Regions from separate parts of the Sus scrofa genome. Here region 2 is linked to region 1. A link is a contact called in public promoter capture Hi-C data. All regions are on one chromosome and are shown on one strand. Each heading gives the region's core, a stretch centred on a gene start, on an enhancer-like site or on the middle of the called end of the contact. The rest is flanking DNA. Distances are from core to core; before and after follow the strand shown.

Region 1 (7,650 bases), core at 2,744-5,243:
GTGTGTCTCCTGGAGGCAGCATATAGTTGGTTCTTGTTTTCGTTTGTTTGTTTGTTTTTTAAACACAGCCAGCCACTCTGTGTCTTTTGATTGGTAAGTTCAGTCCATTTACATTTAGGGTGATTACTGATAAATGAGAACTTAGTAAAAGCATTTTGTTTGTTTCTTTGCTTTCTGGTAGCTCTGTATCGCCACTGTTTCTTTTTCTTTGTGTTTCTCTTCTTTTGGCTTGGTAATTTTCTATGGCACTTTTTTGGTTTCTTCTTTTATTACTTTGTGTCTCTGCTCCAGATTTATGCTTTATGCTTTCTATGATGTTTGTTTAAAACATATCATAGATAAAACTGTCCTTTTTCTGCTGATAACATCTTATCTTCATTTGCCTATATGATTTCTCTCCTTTTCCTCTTCCCTTTTATGTTTTTATTGTCTCAAATGATCCCTTTTTATGGTTGTGAGTTTGTTACCAAAGTGAAGTGTAGTTATTTTTCCTACTTTTTTCCTCTTTGACTTTTTTCCTGTAGTACATGTTTAAAAACCTATTTTGATCGATAGTTGCAATTTCTGATATTGTCTGTTACTACTTTACTCAAATATTTGTGTACTTTTGCCTTTTTTTAGGTAGAAAAGCTCCTTTCAATATGGCTTATAAGGCAGGCCTAGTACAGAAGTTATGACTCCTTCAGCTTTTGTTTGTTTCGGAAAACCTTTACCTTCCTTCACACCTGAAGGATAACTTGGCTGGATGGACTAATCTTGGGTGACAGTTTTTATCTTTCAGCCTTTGGAGAATGTCTTCCTACTCCCTCCTGGGCCGTGGGGCTCCTGATGGGCAGTCTGCTGATGGCCTGGTAGGGGCTCCTTCAGAGATTACCCTCCTTTTCCCTTGGCTGCCTTTAAAGTTTTCTTTGTTGGAGTTCCCATTGTGGCTCAGTGGTAACAAACCTGACTAGCATCTATGAGGACGCAGGTTCAGTCCCTGGCCCTGCTCAGTGGGTTAAGGATCCAGCATTGCCATGAGCTGTGGTAGATGTCATAGACATGGCTCAGATCGTAAGTGGCTGTGGTGTAGGCTGGGGCTGTAGCTCTGAATTGACCCCGAGTCTGGGAACTTGCATATGCCACAGGTGCAGCCCTAAAAAGAAAAGAAAAAAAAAAAAACTTTGTCATTGATTTGTGACAGTTTTGATATAATGTCTTGGAGACGGTCTTCTTGCATTGAGGCAGTTAGGTGTTCTCTCAGCTTCCTGAACTTGTGTATCTGGTTCCTTCCCCAGGGTTGGGATGTTCTCAGATTTTCTTTAAACAATCGGTCTGCTCCCCTTTGCGTCTCTTCCCTTCTGGATTACCTGTTATCCTAATATTGCTCTTCCTAAAAAGTCATACTGTTCTCACAGTTTCCTCATTTTTAAAGATGTGCTCCCACCTCTTCTCCCTGAATGATGTCCAGATGTCCGTCATCAAGTCCACTAATTCTGTTTGAGGTGGTCTGCTCTATTTCCAGCACTTTGTGTCGTATTCTTCATCTGGTTTTCTCAGTTATACACCTCCCTAATTTCCATTTGGTTCTCTTCTCGAGTTTCAATTTCTTTGGTAAAGTATTCCTTCTGCTCTTCAGTTTTCTTCTCGAATTTGTTGAGCTGCCTTTCTGAGCTTTTCTTGTGGCTCATGTGTTTTTTTCCTGACAGCTATTTTGAATTCTCTATCAGTTTGATAACACTATGCTGTGACTTCGAGTTTGGCTTCTAGAAAACTGTCATTTTCTTTCTGTGGCACAGTGTTTCTGATTGTTCCTGGTGCATTTGAAGCAGTGAGCACCATTCAACTTTAGGTAAAGCTTTTTCTTTTTACAGTTGTACCTGTGGCATATGGAATTTCCCAGGCTCGAGGTCAAATTGGATCTGTAGCTGCCGGCCTACACCACAGCCACGGCAACACCAGATCCAAACCACACCTGCAACCTGCGCTGCAGCTTGCAGCAACACTGAATGTTTAACCCAATGAACGAGACCAGGGATCTAACGCACATCCTCATGGATACTAGTCGCTGAGCCACGCTGGGAACTCCAAAGCTTTTTTATTTTTTAAACTTGGTTCTAACTGTTCAACAGGTTAGAAATCAGAGGACTTTCTTTTCTCTTCCAGCAGGTGGTGCTGTGGCACAGGTTCTAACAGTTCAACAGGTTAGAAAGCAGAGGCGCTTCTTTTCATTTCCAGCAGGTGGTGCTGTGGCACAAGTTTTTGGTGTCTCTTACCTGAGGTCGCATTTGAGAACTGGGACTTTGCAACCTCCACCCTGTACCCTTCTTGCCCCAACTGTGTGTCCGGAGTCCTTGGTGCCTTGCTGCTGCTGACCTCCAAGCCCCCGCCATCTGTCCCCATCAGGGCTGTGCCCCACGCCCTGCCACTCCCTTGCCCAGCTCTGTGCTCTCTCTCCAGGACTGTCCTCACGGCTGCCCCCGTGTAAGTGCACGGGCTCAAGTCTTCACCCCTGGCGCCAGTGCTCACCCAGGCTGAGGCCTTACATGTCCACTGCCCACTGCTTGTGCCCCTGTAGAGGGCCCACTGACCCACAACCCAGGAAACCCGCCCAACCGCCGAGGTCCCCACTCTCAATGTCTTCGCCACGTTTCGAGACACTGAAGCCACAGCCGTCCCTCTTTCCGCTCTGTCCTCATCACACACCCGTTTGTTCATCCAGAAAATATTAGTCACACCGTGTGTCGGGCACGGGGGAAAGTGATGGGTGGGAGGGGGTACTTGTCCCCAAGACTCGGTCTGTGGCTGCATTTATGAGGATCACTGTCCTTTACAGAAGGGGTCAGCCACTGCTGCTTCTGGCCTGGGCAGAACAAGGGTAGCTGCCCTTCTCCTAAACCAGCTATAAAACCACTGTGTAGGGGCGATGAGCAGCAAGCAGTGTGGACTGTTGACCAGGGAAGTCGAGGGGACACACAGAGTGAGCCCCACAGTGGCCGTCCAGCTTGCTGCCTGGAGCCTCTTCCCAGAGAGGGTGCAGGGAGGTGGCCCCCGAGCAGAGGGGTGGCCACATCTTCCATGAGGCAGATTGCAACATGGAAGCAGCTGGAGTTTGTAGGACAGGTCCTGGGGGCTGTGGGAAGAGGGCCCAGAAGTTCCGGTGGACACTCAGCTGGCCGAGGGCTGGGTGTGTCTGGGAAGGTGGGATTCCCGGAGATTAAGCAGCAGTCACCTGTAGGAGTGAGGGAGGAAGGTGACGCCAGAAGCCAGGGATGCTGGGATCCGGCCCAGCCCGCGGAGAGACCTCGCTGAGCACCCGGACCATACGCTGAACCCCCAGAAAGGTCGGGCCTCGGGAGTAAGGAGCTGGCCGTGGAGTAGACGACCACGATCAAAACCGAAATAGACCTGCTGTCCTTGTGAACATGTTCTGGGCGCTAAGGACCGGGATGAATGAACAGATGGAGAATCTTAGCAGAGAACCAGAAAGCAGAAAAGAGGGCCAAATGCCGATTCTAGAATTAAAAAGCATAATGTCTGGAATGAAAAATCCACGGTGGGTTAAAGATGGCCCCACAGTGTCCCTGCTTGTGCTGGGACAGCTATCAGGGCTCTTGACACAGGGCCCCTGCAGCCAGGCGGGGGCATCCTTGCCCTGCCTCTTCTCTCTCGGGGCACCCACGCCTTCATCCTCCTCCTCCTCCTCCAAGCCTCGTGTGCCCCCCGCCCTGGCCCTCCCCTCCCTGGGTTCTAGGATGGCTGGTCTGGACATGCAGTTTCAGAGGGGGTGTGGCTGCATTGGCGCCATGGGGATACGCTTCTTTGCAGCTAAGGCTTTGTGCATCTCTGCAGTTTTGTCTTCAGGATAAATTCCAAAGTGTGACTAATTGAGAAAAAGATCTCGTGCTGTGTGTATTTTTAACTCCGGAGCCTCTCACTCAGCCTTCTGTTCCTCTTTACACGCGGTCCCCTGTGAGGGTCCCTCCCTCTTCCCAAGAGGGCACTCAAGCCTGTGGTTCTGGAAGCAGCGGCGCAGCGATGGTCCAGGGTGGACTGGGGCGAGGAGCACCTGTCTGCACCTAGAATACATGGCGACGTGGGCTCAGCGATGCTCCCACGTCCAGGGATGGAGCATTCATCCCACATGAGTATGGGGGTGTTCGTTTATGTGCAGGGAAGTCCAGGAAGGAGGGCAGTCCCTGAGGTTTTGGCTAAAAGAGCAAGAAGCAGCTTTAACCGGGACCCGCAGGTGATGGGATTACGCCACGTCCACTCTCGGGGATTATGTGCAGCCGTTGTTGGAAAGAGCTGGCTCCGGTCCGCTTTCGAAGCTCGTGAGTGAGCCAGCTCACTGCCCTGCTGGGCGTGGTGTGTTCCCTCGGTGCTGTAATTGGAAATGTCAGTTGTTAATGGCAGAGAAATAGGTCTGGAAGGAAATAGCCGGAACCTCAGGAGTGGTTTCCTCTGGGGGTGAGATGTGGGCGGGGAAAGGGGTTCTTTTCATCTCGATGCTGCCGCTGGGCATCCGTTGTCTGCACTGAGTGCATTGTTCCTGTAGCGGAGGCAGAGATCAAACCTCTCTGAGCCCGAAGGCAGCCACCTGGGGCTCTGCGCTCCCTGCACTTGGGGCAGCTCCCACCTCGGGGAACTTAACCTTCCCTCTCTTCACGTTGCTGGCGAGGCAGGCGGGCAGATCCCGCCGCTGGGGCCAGTCTGCTCTGGTAGAGGGAGCCCCCGGTACATGGAAGAATGGTCTAATGACATGGTTTTTTTCCTTTTTAACGTTTGTTAATTTGGCAAATTACATCGACTGCTTCTCAAATGATAAACTGCCTTGCCTCCCAGTTGGTTGGGACTGTTACCATGTTTCTAAATTATTGGGCTCGATCTGCTACAATTTTATTTAGGGTGTTATGTCCACATTCACGAGGGCTCTTCATCTTCGGGATCTTCTCTGGTTTTGACATCACGGTAAATTCTAGCTTCATGACACGCGTTTTAACGTCTTTCCTTCTTTTCAATTTTCCGAAATCATTTGTATAGAATTGGAATTATTTACATCTTACATGCTTCATAGAATTCATCAGTGCATCCATCTTGCCCGGCTGGGGTTTTTTCTTTCGACGGGGGAAGCGTTTTTCAGTAGAAATTGTAATTCTTTAGTACAGATGGTTCTATTTTAGTTACATGTTTCTTCTAAAGTGAGTCTTGGAAGTTGATGTTGAATCACATGGAGATATGGCCCCTCCTTCCTGACACTGGTAGTGTGTGTGTGTGTGTGTGTGTGTGTGTGTGTGTGTGTGTGTGTGTGTGTTTCTTCCTCCCCTTCTCACCGTTGCCTCCTTACTTCCCCGGTGAGCCTGCCTGGAGTTTTATCTGTCTTACGACTGTCCTCCAAGTATTCACTTTTATTGCTCCTCTGTTTTCAGTTCCATCAGTTTCTACTCTGGTCTACATTTCTTCTCTTCTCCTTCGTTGGTTTTAATTCACTTTTTATTTTCTAGTTTCTTAAGATGGATTCTGAGGTCAGTGATTTGAGAGTCTTCTTTTTTTTCTCACATAGGCATTTGATGCTGTAAATTTTCCCTAACATCATTTTGATAAGCTGTATTTTTTTTTTCTTTTTCTTTTAGGGCTGCACCTGCAGCATGTGCAAGTTCCCAGGCTAGGGGTCAAATCAGAGCTACAGCTGCTGGCCTCCAGCACAGCCACAGCAACCCCAGAACCCAGCCACATCTGTGACCACAGCTCACAGCAACACTGGATCCTTAACCCACTGAGCAGCTCCAGGGATCGAACCCACATCCTCATAGATACTAATCAGTGTCGTTACCACTGAGCCACAGCAGGAACTCTATAAGCTGTATTTTTTTTTTTTTACCTCAAAATACTTTCTAATTTCCCTTTTGGTTTCTTCTTGGGATGGGGTGATTCGGAATTTAAAATTTTAGTTTCCAAATTATATGGGTATATTTCTAGAACTCTTTTGGTTATTGGTTTCCCATGTAATTCCACTCTGGTCGAAGAACATACTTGGTATGGCTCGAGTCCTGTTTAATTTATTGAGACTTGTTTTATGGCCTCGAGCATGGTCTGTCTTGGTAAATGTTGCATGTGTTCTTTTGTGGGTAGACAACACCCCACTAACTATTAATCGGACCACATCGCTCGGTAGTGTTGTTTCGGCTTCCTCAGCCTTGCACGTTTTCTGTCGTCGTATCAGTCACTTACGGAGAGGTCTGAAATCGCCAGCTGCAGCTCTCTCCGTCTGCTGCTTCTCTCCGTTCCGTGAGTTCTTCTTCTTGGATTCCATCATCTTCAGAGGTGTGTGAACACTTAGGGTTGTTCTGTCTTCCCGACGCAGGTGTCCCTCTGGCATTTGGAATGACCCTCTTTGTCCCCGAGAAGCATCTTTGCTCCGGAATCTACCTGGTCTGACACGGAAATACCACTTCCGCTTTCTCTTGATTCGTCACTCGTCTTGTACGTTTCATCGATGTGCTGCTTTTTATTTCGAGCGCATGCTTTTTAACAGCACACAGTCTGCTCTTGCTTTTTTGTCCATCCTGAGAACCCTGGCCTTCGGTTAAGATGCTCTGGCTGTTCACACTTCATGCGATCATGGATTTCATTAGGTTTAAGTCCAACCCTGTCCATGGCCTAGAAACTCACTAGAGGCAGCAAGCTGGGTGATCATAGGGCTCAACCTGTCCTGGCTCAAGGATCGTCATCCTTTCCAGTGTCATCAAAACTGTTGTCTCGTATATTTTGACTTTCGTTTGTTTTATTTGTGGGCGGGAAACTCAGCGTGTATCACTCTGTCTTCGTCAGAAGTAGACATCAAAGTCACCCCTTTTGCTTTGGAGCCAAGCTCTCAGAGCACGTCCCTTCTCTGGAAGGAGCTGTGTTCTGATGTGACGTGTCCCCAGGAGGGACTCTCTTCAGGTCCCAGCTCAGAGGCTGCTTCCTCCAGGAAGCCTTCCTTGATGGTGACCTCAAGCCCCCTTCCCCACGTGGCCTATTCGCTCTTCCCTGCTGTGTGCAATTCAGCAGACATTTCCCGAGTTTGTTCAGGGGAAGAATGAGCAAGGCAGAGTCTTCTCTATGGATGAGCTCATCAGATTTGTTTTCCTCCATCGCGCGAAAATGTTTCGAGCTTGGATAATGACTGCGGTTAGGGAAGAGCCACACAAACAGACAATTAGGATGCGTTGGGAGGATGAGCAAGAGGAACACACATGACAAGTTTCAGATCATTCCAGGTGCTTGTTTTCACGTCTGCCTCCCTCCCCTGAGCGAGCTCAGCGGGGTGTGCCTCCTGGTTTCTGCTCTTGGGGGCCAGGTGTGTGACAGGCGCATTATAGATGGTGCCTTACTGAACTTAGCAGATCCGTGAGGTCACAGCCAAGGGTGGATGCCGGGGTCAGCCCTGGGTGTGCATATTGGCTCTGTCGCTTAACCTGTTGGCACTTCAGCAGGAAAAGAGGAGCTCAGTTGTGGGAAGGGCTGAGTTTGAGATGCCTCATGGGGACCCTAGGGGAGACCTCCTGAAGGGAGCAGAAGATGTGGTGCAGATTCAGGAGAGAGGACATGGCTAGAGAGGGAGATTCGGAGCCCGCAGCAGTGGACTTGTAGTGTCATGGGCTGGAGATCCCCTAGAAAGCAAGTGTG
Region 2 (7,650 bases), core at 2,453-4,952, 150 kb after region 1:
AACAAACGAGAAAAATCCTGTCTCCAAAACAAAAACAAAACACAAATGCATCCAAAGAAATAAACATAATAGATACTCTGTTCTTACAATGCAATAAATTTAGAAATCAGCTGCAAAGATAGATTCAAACTTCCTACGTGCTGGGAACTAAAACACATACACTTGAATAGTCCAGAGGATATAAAAAGCAAGTCCTATAACCATGGACACATTCACTCTCATAATTCACACCTTTCAAGGCCCAGAGAAGAAGCACGTCTCTTGCCTACACCTTTCAAAGAAGAGGACTGCAATTCATTACACTATAACTGTTTATTGCGTATGTTAGAAATCTTCCATAAGAATACATTTAAGGGACTGGGTGGGGAGGGTGAAACAATGCAAAGATTGTAGATTGTGCTGATACTGGTATTTTGGTCTCTGCTTCAGAATAGAGATAAAAATTTGAGGAATGTAAGTGCTCAGGTAAGAGAAAAGACATTAGTTAACTGTCAAATCCTTTCTCTGACAGAGCAAAACTATAGTTGATTAATGCATAATGAAAAACTGCTTCCTCATAGTGCCAAACATCCATTTTCTTGCTTCTCTTTGTATTCCAATTTGTGGCTCTCTAAGTACTAGCAACTCAGTGCACAGTTTTTGCAACAATTGCACATGGTGACTGAGAAACATTCTGCTGTTCAAAGCAATTCCTATTATTCTTTAATTTGTATATGTAAATCTAGATAACCAGGTGAACACCATAAGAACTATTTACAATTAGATGGCAAGCAAAGACTAGAATAGTGACTATGTATTCTTATAAAAACGTTTAAGAAGATTTATTCAAAAATAAATTTCAGTGTTCGGACTTTGCTAAAATGAAGTTTATGAAAATATGTACTAATTTATGAATTACATAGGTCATTATTACTTATCCAAAATTTCACCAGTCCGTCATCAGAGATCCATAATAAATGAATTCAGTTATCTTTGATATTTTGCCAATACTCAGTCATAAGAATATTAGCTTCACACATTTTCTATTTTGCTGTAATTAAGGTGCTTGTGTGAAACTGAAGACTAGAACATTTTATTTCACAAATTGAAAACTTGATTAAAAAGTGTAAGTACCTAAAATATTTTTAGGGGCCTCTGCTGAACCTTCCTAGGGTCAGCAACTGTTGGGGCAGGCCTGCCTATGACATTATGCTGTCCTGTGTCACAGCAAAAACAATTTAAATTTTAAATGTAATTTACAAAGTACTCTGAGACTTGGAATACAGCACAGAAGAATTACTTGCGGCCAAGAGGCACATAAAGCTAATGAGATAGTTTAATTCCTGGTCTACTTTTGCACAAGAAGTCAGTCAAAGAAAGGTAAAACTAATTAGTATCTACACAGGCAGATTTTTTTTTGTAAGTAAGCAAACTAAACTGAACAATCCAGTGACTCATCCCTCCCTTCTCGGTTTTAACAGGGCCAAAATTTCAGTACTATCCATTAAACAACTGAGGCGGAAGGCTGTCTAGACAGAAACATTAGCATACACTTATCTTTGCATCATCATGAGTAGACAATTTAAAATAACTTTATGTATCTTAAGGTTTTGCAAAATAAGACTTTTCAGTTTTTTATTTCCCGGTAAAAATAGTCTTGTCCCTTAAAAGATTGTTGCTGTCTAATGACTTCCCTATTTTTTCCTTTCCATATCAAACTTGTTAAACTCACGCACATGTCTGTAGTTACTGATTCAAACTACACTGAGTCCTAGACACAAGCCTTCATTACGACTGCAATGACTTAACTTTCCCTCTGGACTGTTGTCAGCCTGCTCTAGTTTTGCTAATGAACAATAGAGAGCAGCTGCCGGCTTCACCATCCTTCCACCCACATTCCTGCCTTTTAAGGACTTTTACTGGCCAAAACCAAAGGAAAAAGGCGGGGGGAAGGAAAAAAAAAAGAAACAGAAACAAAACACCTAGAGTGTGACAGAAAAATTTCTTACAGACCATGAGAAGCACCCTACTTCTGGATCGGAGGCAATTCTCGGAGAAAAGGGCTAGGGGCAGATTTTAATGCTAATTAAACTAAGGAGGAGAAAAAAAAAATCAACAAAAGTCTTTATTAGGTTGTATGTCCCAGAACAAGATGCAGCAGAACGACCCGAAGAAACACAGCATAGAAAAATACCTTTTGGGGGGGGGGGCCTCCGCGTGCGTGTGTGCGTGTTGGGGGCACTGCGCCCCAATCTACTTACAGGCAAAACGGACTTCGTGAAAAGATGAATGTGCATATGCAAGCGGATAAAAGGAGCAAGGTTTCAAAAACGCCCCACACCCTGGCAGACACCCTGGCAGACAGGGAAGGCGTCCGCCTCGAACGCGCACCGGCAGCGCTCGCCAGCCCGAGCCCGCTCCTCCGCGGCAGCAGGCATCTACCGCTCAGGTGAAGCCGGAGACCGGCCGCCGCGAGGTGAGGCCCAAACGCCGCCTTCTCCCATCACCCCCAAAGCGCGAACACGAGCCGTCTCACACCACCCCTGCGCCGGCCTCGCCCGCGAACCCCGGCACACAGACCCGCTTCTTTCTTCTCCCCCCGGGGCCGTGACTCGGGACACTCGGGAGAGACCCCAGGTCACACGGGCCGGGGGCGGGTGCTCCGCGCTCCCCCCGAGGCCCCCACCGCGGCGCGGCCCCGAGTTTACCGAGCGAGGCCCCGGGGGCGGGGGAGGGCCGGAGACCCAGCCCGCGCCTCCGCCCGCCTCGCCGCCAAGATTCTGGTTCCGGTCAGTCCTCGCGTCCTCGGTCATCCCCGCCCGAGGACACCGGCCGCCCGAGCGTCCAGTGGGACACCCCCCCCCCGGCCCCTGCCCCGCCCGCCGCACGCCCAGCCGTTGTCCGACCCCCTCAGCCCCGAAGGCGCCGCCCGGCCGTTTCTCCAACGGCTGTGCCTCAACGGTCGGGAGGTCGCTCGCTCTGCCGCCCTCCGAGGCCCGGCTGACACCGCTGCTCCCCGCCACCCCCCGCCCCGCCCGGACGCCTGGCACAACCTGCCGGCCGAAGGAAGGCTCCGCGGGGAGCCCCGGCACCCGCCGCTGCCGCCGCTGCCACCCGGCGTCAGGTCTCCGCGGCTCCGCGATCTCTGAGGCACCTCAAGCGGCCGCGGGAAGGCGGGAAGCACGCGTCCAATCGGCGTCGCGTGCGGCCGGCGCTGCGTCTAATCAGCGCCGCCGGCCCGGCAGCGCCCCGCCCCTCGCACCCGCGCCGGCGTCGGGGTCGCCCGAGGCGGAGCCAGGGGTGCTGAGATGGGCGCGGCTCGGGGCCTCAGGTACGTGGGCGGCCGCGCCCAGGACTGACACTGACCCTGACCCCTGACCCCTGACCCCACTCGGCAGGCGCCCTGCCGCGAAGCCCTCCCCGCTCCGACGCGCCACGAAAGGCGGCGCCAGGGCCCCTCCCCTGCCGCGCCTCCCTTCACGCGGTGCGGACGTGACTGAGGAGCCGTCTTGCCCTGAGGACGTAAACCGGAAGGGCCGGCAGGCGCCGGCGGGCCCGAGGAGACCCCCAGGCAGGACCGCTCGGGAGGGCAGGACGGGGCCGCGTAGATACGGGGAACCCGCCGAACCTGCGAGCACAGGAATGGTCAGACTCCCCTGAGCGAGGCCCCCGCTGCGGGCCAGCAGAGGGCAGCAGAGCCACGCCGGGCCGCTCCCCGCTGACCGCAGGCCGGACCGAGGCTCCGGCCCGGCCCCGCCCCAAGGTGGCCCCGCCCCTCTGCCGGCCCCGCCTGGCCACGCCCGCTCGCCCCCAACACACCTATCCAGCCTTGCTCTGCTAGGCCCTTGCTTGCCAGGGTCTCCCAGAAGCAGGTGCCGGGACGGCTGCTGCTCTCATTCGCTTGGCCCCCAGCGTCCTGGTGGACAGAGGGCTGAGGTCGTCTAGGCTTGACAGTGAGCAGAATCATCAAGTGTATTCCCAGGCTTTTTAGACTGTTTTGATTTAAAGTATCAGTTTAAAGGATAAAAGCAATGGATGTTTCTTGTGTAAAATATGCAAGCAATTCAGAAATTACAGCAGACAAATACGTCGAAAATTAAAAGTAGTGTTTTCTTATCTTGCCACTTTTTAGCAGAGAGAAGACAAACGTTAGAGCCCTTTTTAGTGTTTTACATGCTCAGAAAGCCCAAGGATTTTTTAGTAAACATCACTAAACTACCACAGGGGAGGAAACATCATTTTAATTTTATTTGAATTGTTTTGAAATAGGTTTTTAGGTTGTGATGTTAGATGGAAAACCTTATCAATTATCATCCAAATGGGCTTTCAGTTAAATTTGACAGGCTCTGACTGGGAGCATCCCATCACATAATAGAGAGAGGCTGGGCTTCGTGTAGCTCACTCTGCTACTTAGCAGCTGTGGAACTTTAGGCGAATTACTTAAACCTCTCTGTGCTTCATTCTTTTCAGCTAAGAAAATGGGAATTTTATCTACCAGGCAGTGCAATTTTCAGAATTAAATGAAATCGCATACATACAGCACCTAGCATTGTAGGCAAGCAGAAAAGAGAGGACACAGTGAGTGGTAATTTCCTTTCCCTGGGTTCAAGGCTTTGCAATTGAGTGAGGGTCACAGTCCTGGGAGAGGCAGATGCACACAAATTATTCCATACATGGGATTCAATAAGTACCAAGTACAATAACTATCCCATCCCCTAAGTGCCCCTAAAGCGTTCCTCATATGTAATACTGATCTGGCATAAAAGAGGGTATTTCAGTTTCTCAAACGCAACTGTGTTTCTGAAGCTGAGGTGCCATCATACAATGTATTTATTTTGGCAAGATGCTTAATGTGACAGCATTTTAGGAAGGATATGCGACCTATGTGTGAAATGATTTAAACAATCGACGTTTCTAAAGCCTTGTTTCAGTAATTAGACCACAAGAAAAACACACTTCAACTAACAACTTGTGCGTATATATACTTTAATATTTAGGCTTAGGTGAAGTCATCTTAAAAGCCAGACATTAAAATATGTTTGGGGAGACAACCCAACAATTGCACAAAATTTGAAAAACCAGGCCACATAAGTGTGTTTTCAGGTCTGAAAATCTCCTTAAGCTGTTCCACTGCTCCTTGATCAACTAGGTAGATATGTTTAAGCTTTAACGTTTTTAAATGTTGATCCTTTTTTTCAAAGGCACGTTGAGGTTCTCTTAATATTGAAGATATAACATTTATTTCATACTCTGTGACCAGAACCTTTTTGACACGTGATCTTCAGGTGGATTATAAGCTTCTCTACATGACTTCACAACACATGCGCCAGCACTAGCTCACACCTGAATGCTCTGGACAAGCGCCTTGCACGCTGGGCCAGGATCCAGGGCACAGCAGCCAAGGCCCTCACAGACTTGCTGACCTAACTGGACAGTTAGTTAAATAGCAGGAAATGGAACCAGGCTTCTCTCCCTCTTGCATGCCAATGTAGTACACAGTGCTAAGAGGCAATGACTGTTCAATTTAGTCACAATATTTCAAATAAAAATTCAGTATTTTTAGACCAGAAGTTACCAAAGAAAGTCATCCCTGTTGTTGGAATCAAAACACAAGTTTCAATTATATATATATATATATATATATATATATATATAATCAGTTAAAAGGCAAAACTCATCCTTTACACCTATTTGCCAAATGGCAACAAGCATTCAAAAATTTAGAGTTAATTCACTGGTGACACCTAACACAACATGGATCACATGGTTTCAACTGTACCAGAAGCCAACTTCCAAGTTGGAAACCGTGTCCATCTTAGCTGGGTTTTCACACCTCAGTGCTAGCACCTGCTGTCAGGACTATCACTCAGGACCCAAAAAATCATGAGCCCCTCCCAGAGAGTTTTAAGTCATTGCGGCACCCTGCAGGGGACAAAGGTTTTGACTTCTTGGTTGAAATTTTTTTTTCCTTTTTTTTTTTTTTTTTTTTTTTTACAAAAAGCATTTAATGTTTTAAAACTGGGAAACAAGTTCAGATAATGTAATAAAATTTTCTATCTGAAGGCACAAAGAATACAGTTGGCAGGTAGCTGGTAAAACCAGGCACATACAAATCTAATTTAAAATGATTAAAAAGCATAAATATTTGTGTATTGTTTTTCCTCCAGTGCTCTGTCTATTGCTGAAAATACCTGCTAGTTCCACTCGGTAACGTGTCTTCTGAAAGATGACTGCTGGAACCTTTGACACTTAAGAAGACATAAACAGAGTCACCTTTTATCATCAAAAAGGTAATTGCAAAGGGCATCCTTGCCTGAAATTCTACAGAGTTGCCTAAAAATTGAAATAACTTAAGGCAGAATTTCTTTAAATGTGTAGGTAGTTCAAACCTATACAGAATGGCCTGATAAAGTGCAGATCATAATTATCAAACACATAACAAGAAAAAATACATTAAGTGAGAGGAGAGACTGCAGAAGGGATATCTTGCTAGTTACAAGTTTTAAACATGTTCCTTCTTCTCGGCTGCTGGTGTAGGAGACACACAGCCTAACCAGGGCAGCCTGAACTCCCAGGAATGGTTGTATGATGACGGATGAAGCATAAATTTCTTGCCTATTAATAGTTTCCCGGCTGTTAGAAGCCTACAGATATTGGCAAGCAAATGTGATCTCGGGTTTTCCGTGTCCCGGGTCGGGAATGCCTTGAGGGACCACGATGGGGTCACACTGTGCATGCTGTTTACAGTGAGCACAAACACACAACCGGACGTTTTCTTAGCTTACTAAATCCAGAATATTCCCGAGAAGGCATCCACTCAGGTAAAAGGTCCCAGCATCACAATGATAACAGTAGCTGCATTCACGGAGATCCAATTAGGACACATGCAAAAGCCACAGGCTTTCCCAGCGGGGAGACGCAGGCCTTTCCAAGAACACCCTGGGATGGGCCGACGCACCCATGCATCTACTCACCCAGCACCCCACCCCAGCACAGGCTCGGCCTTCTGGAACCTGAGGCTACTTTTTAGACCATAAACGTTGCAGGTGGGACAGGACAGGCCACTGCCAGCACACCTTGCAGCGGGAAGTGAGCTTCCAGGAGCTCGGGTTGGGGAAGGGGTGTGAGGGAGGAGCACCACCCGGATGCCAGCGTGCTGCTAGGAAGTGCCCGCCGGGGCGGCCTGCGCGCGGAGGCTCAGATGAAGTGGATCCAGCTCTCCTCGCACTCCCCGCGTGGCATGTGCAGGGCGTGGTTTCGGCACGTGAGGCTGTAGTCTCGGCCGTCGTTGTTGTCCCAGTACTCGGCGCCCGCCACGCGGTAGCGCAGCGCGAAGTGCACGCGGGAGCCGAGCGCTAGCAGGAAGGGTGGGACCGGGAAGCCGAAGGCGAAGACGTCCTCGGCGCCCTCAGCGCCCGCCGGCCCGCGCCACCTCGCCCCCGCCTCGTGCGCACTCTGCCAGTCCGAGAAGGTGTAGCGCACGGCCACCTGCTTCTCGAAGGCCACGTTGCGCACGCGCACGGTACCGCTGATGCCCAGGTCCGAGCAGGTGACGCGCTCCAGGCACACGAGCTGCCGCCCCAGGCGCTCTCCGAAATCCGGGGCCTCGACGGGCGGCGGGAAGTCGGGCACCAGGCACTGCAGGGTGAACTCCAGGTCCTGACTGCTGCA

What was found. Promoter capture Hi-C pulls out the DNA fragments that hold promoters and counts their contacts.
Region 2: a promoter capture Hi-C map of fetal liver shows a contact between it and region 1, with 2.9 times the contacts expected there. The contact joins the promoter of SYCP2 here to the enhancer-like site in region 1. A contact is called at or near these places in 1 of 5 promoter capture datasets (fetal liver) and 7 of 47 Hi-C or Micro-C datasets (brain, embryonic fibroblasts, epiblast stem cells and 4 more).

What each region holds. Positions count from the first base shown.
Region 1 is chr17:59,808,803-59,816,452 of Sscrofa11.1, forward strand. All of the region lies in intron 6 of PHACTR3 (phosphatase and actin regulator 3), which reads left to right. Among named protein-coding and RNA genes, the nearest start is that of PHACTR3, 65 kb to the left of the region's middle. Within about 2 kb of position 3,994, at least 6 of the 83 cell types and tissues checked have an H3K27ac peak or open chromatin away from gene starts, as enhancers often do. A contact at or near this core is called in fetal liver, where this site is marked.
Region 2 is chr17:59,958,612-59,966,261 of Sscrofa11.1, forward strand. SYCP2 (synaptonemal complex protein 2) reads right to left here and starts at 3,703. Exons shown (of 42, transcript XM_021078152.1): 1 at 3,033-3,703. It overlaps PPP1R3D (protein phosphatase 1 regulatory subunit 3D), which reads right to left. Exons shown (of 1, transcript XM_003134506.4): 1 at 4,949-7,650. The coding sequence ends at 7,177.